2 separate regions of the Gossypium hirsutum genome follow, and region 1 is linked to region 2. A link is a contact called in public Hi-C data. All regions are on one chromosome and are shown on one strand. The core of a region is the stretch at or near the end of the contact, and the rest is flanking DNA. Distances in the headings are between cores, read along the strand shown.

Region 1 (3,659 bases), core at 287-2,786, 190 kb after region 2:
AGCACAATCTAATGGCAAAAACAGGTAAAAGATTAAGTAGACAAATTTTATTAAAACAGAACACTTATGCATGAAAGTGCTGGACAGTGGAGACAAAAAGTTCACATGTCAATGCATGCAAAAGAGCATAAATTAAAAATATTCGCATTACAAATATGATCAATCAAGATACCTCTGGAGAGCTCCAACTTCAAAACATTGAGGTCTCAACTAATTATTTTACACATTCCCCGCTGAAACAGAACTGAATACAAAAATCAACAGTCAAAGTCAGAACAAGTACCTTCCCTCCAATTCGAAAAAGTTCTGCAAGATCATGAAACTGCCCATGGATGTCACCACAAATTGTCACCGGGCTTCTCACAGGCTGTTAAAACAAAAATCAATGCTTTCCCAGTTTACGGAGGAGCAATCTCAACATCTCCAAAATACGCCAATAAATAAACAAATATAGACATAGATGCCTGAAACACAAGCCAGACTAAGATAATAAACCTGGACATTGCTTTCTTTCATCAGTATTTCCTTTGCCTTATCACATAATGCTCTGACCTAAACAATACATTATGAGAAAAAAATAGTTATTAAAAGTTATATTCCACAACACAAGACAGACAAAGACAAGCTTCCATTGACCCAAATTAAAACAACACAAATAAGATGAAACGAAGAAAACTCCAGGAGCAACAAGTTTAAAATTTAAACCCACAACACTTATTCCGAGCAAATACCCCGAGTTATGTTGAAATTACCTATATCAAATAAAAATAAATCATTTTCTTTCCCTGCTTTAAAGAAGAAGAAAAAGAAGCTGCAGTTTTTGTTCATAACTCTGAATTGAAATTTAAACAGAAAAAAAAAGAGAGAATTAGCTATAAATATTGCAATAAACACTATTCACAAATCAGAGCCTACTCGATTATTCACAAATTTTAAAAAATATATTATTGGATTAATTCCTGGTAAATTTTGGCACTTTCTTGGAAACAAACAGATAGAGAAAAATTTAAGGTACCTGCTGCTCCGAAAGTGGCTTACACTGCATGAGCTGCGAGATCTGCTCATCGAGATCGGTGGTCAAGTCTGTTGGTGACGAATTGGCGCCCATGTTTAATTTTTCAGTTGGAAGACTCGAGCGTGGAAATCGTTATCCGGATCAGGGATAACCCTAACCCTATTTTGGATTGAGAATTTTCTTTTTTCTTTTTGTTTTAACTTTCTTTTTTTATCTCCTTTTCACTCTTTTCCTGGCTCTCTTGCTTCTATCACGAAGACGAAATGAAATGTAAGGGCGCGTGAACTGACACAGAGAGTGGAGCGTGAACAGTGTGAGTGTTATAAAGCCACGTCACACTACTAAACTGTTATAAAGCCACTTCACCACACGTTCCGGGGAGCGCTCCTCAGAATGAGATTTTCTTAAGCTCCCTTCAAATGCTAACGGGAAAAGAAAAGTATAAAGGGATATTATATTTTTAGTATCTAAATTTTGTTCCAATTTTCAAATTAGTATCTAAGTTCTTATTTTATCCAGATTGGTAATGGAATTTGGTTTATATCACATATTTAAATATATTTTCTTAATGCATTAAAATAAGATGACATGAAAAATAATATATAATAATAAATTTACTCTGTAATTAAAATTATTTAGGGTTGGAAATTAATTTTGTATATATTCAAATTTTGGTTACCAAAATTTACAAGGAAATTCCAAAATTTTTAAGGATTTACAAAAACTTCTAAGTCGTTACCAAAATTTCTAATAAATTATTGAAATTTCTAAAGTTACTCAAAAATTTCTAGGACTTTACCAAAATTTCTAATATGCCATATTTTTTTATCTCTTGGTATCTTGGCACATTAATGAATTTTATGCTTCTCCTCACAAGTCCCTTAGTGTTTTCCATTTTAAACATGTTTATATGAGTTTTCTTTGAGTATTTGTATATATTTTGTGATTGTAACACCTCGATACTTGACCCAATCATCGGGTCCAAGTTACAAGGTGCCACATTCGTTACCGGAGTAACTACGATAAAATGATATTTGATTTAAAATAATTAAAGATTCAAATATAAGTAAAACATATGTATAATACAATACGTAATCATTTTTGAATCTTATACGAGCTTTTGAAAGCTTTATTGTTAACCCGATATCGAATAGAATCAAATTGTACTATTTTCAAAATTTCAGGTTGATGTTGCAACTTCGGGGTACCTCTTCGCGACGAAACATACTGACTTGATCTCATCGTGATAATAAATGCTCTACATCACGACGTGACCGTCTACTTTAAAAAATGGCCAAAATGGCACCAACCTGTTTCACCTAATCATTCATTTCCATCAATACTAATTTTCATTTCAACCAAAATGTCATTTGAAACATACATTTCCAACATGTTTCATCATTAACATGATCATTTGTAATTTATAATCATTCAAGTTCATATTTGATAATCATGAACTTCAAAACATTACCAAATGGACATATACAATTGAGTATGAACACAAGTATTTCATCTTCTCATACAAAGCATTTATTTGCCTAGTTCATCAGTACAATCCAACCATTTAACCATTTCTAATTCATCATTCTAACTCCTAATGTGACTTGATCATATAATACACAAACCGACTCAGGATAGGTATATGACATATAACGAACAAAAGATATTTTACAAACATTGATGAGTCAGGGATTTCTGGCTGGATGCTAAAATCACTTTTCGGGACCTCGGGATGTACCTACACTTGTATGCGGAAAACAAATTATACACTGAGCGATAAAGCTCAGTGGTATTTCCATGATTCAAGACAAAGCAATACAAGTTTATACCAATTGCATACATCCAATTAAAATACCATTATCAAAAAATTCATATGAAAATCATGCTAATCCTCAATCCATAAAACAACATGTATATGCCACAAGATACCCCAATTATGTCATATGAACCAACTATATATATTACCTCAATTATTAAACTAGTTGACTATATCATACCAATATCATTAAAGTTCACAATTCTATCCAATTTAACATATCAATTAATATCGCATTTCATTTCTGAATCGAGTCAATTCAATCGTTATTTTTCCATATTGGTCCCCAGGCTTGTTTAACTGATTTACATAGTCTTTCACATACTATCAATAATCATATATTTCATATATGTACCTGTAGTACAATTTCATAACATTAGTTCATTTTGAGCATCATTAAACCAATTGAGTAATTTATATCCATTATTAACATGACTCAGACTCAGGCTCGAATGGATACATAGATCCCAACCAATACACCAATTTGGCACCCAGTGACTCATCGGAACACCTGAAGTAAATTGATTGTTCCTAACGCTCATCGGTATAATCGACGTAAAAGTTTTGCCTAACGCTCATCGGAATGTCTGAAGGAAAATGTGCCTAGCGCTCATCGACATATAGTCGCAATTACCTGTACTCAATCTATCTTATGGCACGCCAACTATATACGACTCTGCTCGAACAGTTAATAGGATAACCAATTTTTCGATCTTATCATATAACTCAATTCACATTCTATTTTTCTCAATTCAATATCAATTTCACTATTTCAACATATCATATAGCAAATTCAACCCAATTCCATGTCAAATAACATATTTCAAT
Region 2 (3,366 bases), core at 52-2,551:
TTTATTTTGTTTTAGAAATTAACAATTTTCAATTTGGTTTTTGGTTTAGTCTCTTTAATTAGTGCCCTCATCCATATGAGAAACAAAGATTGAGGCTTAGCAAAAGGATTTGTTTAGAAACCAGACATGTTAAGTTTTGGTTCCAACAGCCAACGAGAGGCGATGACTAAGGTTTCATTTGGGGAAGAACAGGATGAAGAAGGAAAAAAGGGAAAAGAAAAAAAAGATGGAAATAAAATAAATACAAAAGACACGCAAGTCATTTCTTAATAATATTAATTACAACTTTGTAAATTTTGAAAGTTGAGTAACTAAAATATAAATTTAATCAAAGTTTAGTGATAATTAGTGTACTTTATTCATTATTTTATTGTGTTTGAACCGTATTTGAAATTAAATATTTATTAATATCAACATAATAATAACATACCATAACACAACAATAATAATAAATGTGGAAATAAGAATATTTCACATTGAAATCAATTGTAATTTTTTTATTATAATTTGATTTGTTATATTCCATGATATTAATTATTTAATATTAAATTTTAATATTTTTAGTATAATTTAAGATTATATATATTCCACGAATTATAATATTAACAAGTTCAAACATCATTTAAACACTTTTTTTTACAACATAATATTTAAAATAAACATTTTATCTTTTCAAAAAATAATTTTCAATCTTAATTTTCAAAAAGTCTTTTTCAACTTCATTGATAATCTAATCTCGAATAGAATGGCTAAGAGTGTCATTGAAACTAGGTTCTTGTTAGTTGGCCATGAACTTCTATTATACTGTTATAAAAAAAAGGAGTTAATGTAATTTTAGATCTCTAAACTTGATAACTAGGTTTATATTAGTACTTGCACCGTTTTGGTCCACTTTGTAACTAAATTTGGATTACGTAGAAGTATGGTGATTTATCATCATGAGATTGTGTCATATCATAACTTAAAAAATTTTAAAAATATATAGTTTGAAAATAAAAGAATAATTTTTTTAAAAAAAATTTAAGTGATAACATGGTACAATCTTAAAGTATTACATTATCATACTTTTACAAAATCAAAGTTTAAAAAAAAATTAAATCTAATTATCAAGTTCGAATATTGAAATGATCAAAAGAAAATAAAAATATGAAATTGGACTTAATTATCAAGAATCTATAAAACATACGGAATTATAAACATATAAATAAAAATAAGTAAGTATACATCCCACCAACTTCATCTGATTGGATTCCAAAAAATGCCATCCTCGATATCAGGCATGTTCTTCTACCAAATTAAACCTAATTATAAAATGTATGTATATTATATACATGATTTAAGCAGGCCTTAGAAAAAAAAGGCCTTTAGGCCTCGGCTAAATTGTCGTTGAATCAAAGATTCATGATAGACCCGATCAAACTAACTTAAATGGCGTCCGACCGTTGATTTTCTTTTTTGAATACACGTGGGCGGTTTGTGTTGCAGGGAGAGAGGCCTCAGAAAGTAACTGGAAGCTTCTGGAGTTCCAATTTAGAAGGTCGGTGAAAATCTAAAGTACCCCGTGATTAACAACCAAACGCCAAAGGAAAGAGAAAAGCATCAAAGAAGGTTGGGATTTTCTTCGTCTGCGATTTCGTAGCTGTATGTTCTTAATTCATTCTACGTCTTTTTTTTCTTTTTCTTTTTTTGTATCATCTTCTTTCATTTTTTTCGTAAATCTCTTGGTGAAGGCTTTGTTTTCTTTTGCATGTATTTTGTAATTTATGTTCCTTGTAGTTCCCAGATATTTTTATTTTTAATTTCTATTTTATAGAAATATTTTATTGGGAGAAAAGTTAGGTTGGGACTGGGATTGATTCTAAGTTCAAGAGAAAACAGGATTTTGGTAATTTCAGGCTCCTTTTAATCGTTTCTTTTGTTTTTTATTGCACTGTGCATGGAATCGCCCGGTTTCTCTCTTTTGTTCTTTTTACTTTGAATTCCATGCTCGAAAATTTTCCAGTTTAATCTTGGTTAAAAGCAATTCTGTGAGTATTAAATGCCTTAGGTTTGTTGCAGATGCGGGGTAGAAGTTACAGTTACAGTCCCTCGCCACCAAGGGATTATGGAAGGAGGCGACATCGTAGCCCTAGCCCTAGGGGTCGCTATGGAGGTCGTGGTAGAGATCTCCCCACCAGTCTTCTGGTTCGGAACCTTCGCCATGACTGCAGGTTTGTACCATCCCCTCGTATTTATCGGCGTCAGACTGTCAATTTCCTCAAATCCAATATCCTAATGCTCTCATGGTTTTGTTTTAAAATAAATTCTAGGGATAAGTAAGAGCGAAGGTTTTTGAGGAGAACTAAAGGTGTTACATTTATGCTGTGATTTGTTTTCCTTGCTCACCAATCCAAACCTAGTGTACATCTTTGTTCTTTTGTTTAAAATAAACATGATCGTCTTGATACAAGTAAAAATTTTTAGTCTCATCAAACTTTTCTTGTAGAGCCAATTTCTAATTATGTCTCATTTGCAGGCCAGAAGATCTGCGTGGACCTTTTGGGCAATTTGGTCGCCTCAAGGATGTCTACCTGCCTCGGGATTATTATACTGGGTAAGTATAATCCTTATAGGTAACTGACAAATGGTAAAGCAGTGTGTATTTGTGTCTGATGGTGTCAACTTGTGTGTCTTCATCCTGTCTCATATGAGTGTTTGGGTGATGGGGTTGTTTCTTTATTATGTCCATTGGTTTATGGGAATTTGGATGTTTTTTATTGAAAGTGTTGAAGACACCAACGAAGTAATAAGAGTACTGTGTTGAAGACACCAATGAAGTATTAGAGTACTCTGTTGAAGACACTTTCAACTAATGAAAACTGTTCACGATGACCTTAATTTACATCAAGTTTGGAAGGAAGTTGGTTTTGATTTCATTGTGAAGAAGTGCAAGTCTTGAAGAATATCAACTCAATTAAAATTTGGCTCCCACAAGGTTAGCAGCAGCATAATCATATTTACTTAAATTGTATGAAGCATTAACTTGCTATCATGATTTTTGTGATACTCTGGAGTCAAGATCATTGTTGTGATTTTGAATATCAATGAGCATGTTTGGCTGATGAATTGCAATATAGTACCTTTATATATTTATGCTATGTTTATGCGAGCTACCTTTTTTGTGATGCAGGCAACCACGTGGTTTTGGATTTGTCCAGTATCTAGATCCTGCTGATGCTGCTGATGCAAAATATCATATGGATGGCTATGTTCTTCTTGGAAGAGAACTTACTGTTGTATTTGCTGAGGAAAACAGGAAGAAACCTTCAGAAATGAGGGCAAGAGAACGCAGAAGGTGAGAATGGATTCTTTTGCATTGCTCATATT

What was found. Hi-C and Micro-C count contacts between places; a contact is called where the count stands out from the background.
Region 1: a Hi-C map of hypocotyl shows a contact between it and region 2, with 2.9 times the contacts expected there. The contact joins the promoter of LOC107948230 here to the promoter of LOC107948474 in region 2. A contact is called at or near these places in 11 of 34 Hi-C or Micro-C datasets (callus, hypocotyl, leaf and 2 more).

What each region holds. Positions count from the first base shown.
Region 1 is chrA04:21,052,169-21,055,827 of Gossypium_hirsutum_v2.1, forward strand. It overlaps LOC107948230 (serine/threonine-protein phosphatase PP2A-4 catalytic subunit), which reads right to left and starts at 1,537. Exons shown (of 11, transcript XM_016882705.2): 1 at 1,016-1,537; 2 at 496-552; 3 at 284-367. The coding sequence starts at 1,108.
Region 2 is chrA04:20,863,784-20,867,149 of Gossypium_hirsutum_v2.1, forward strand. LOC107948474 (serine/arginine-rich SC35-like splicing factor SCL33) reads left to right here and starts at 1,302. Exons shown (of 6, transcript XM_016883032.2): 1 at 1,302-1,641; 2 at 2,059-2,210; 3 at 2,516-2,593; 4 at 3,170-3,334. The coding sequence starts at 2,059.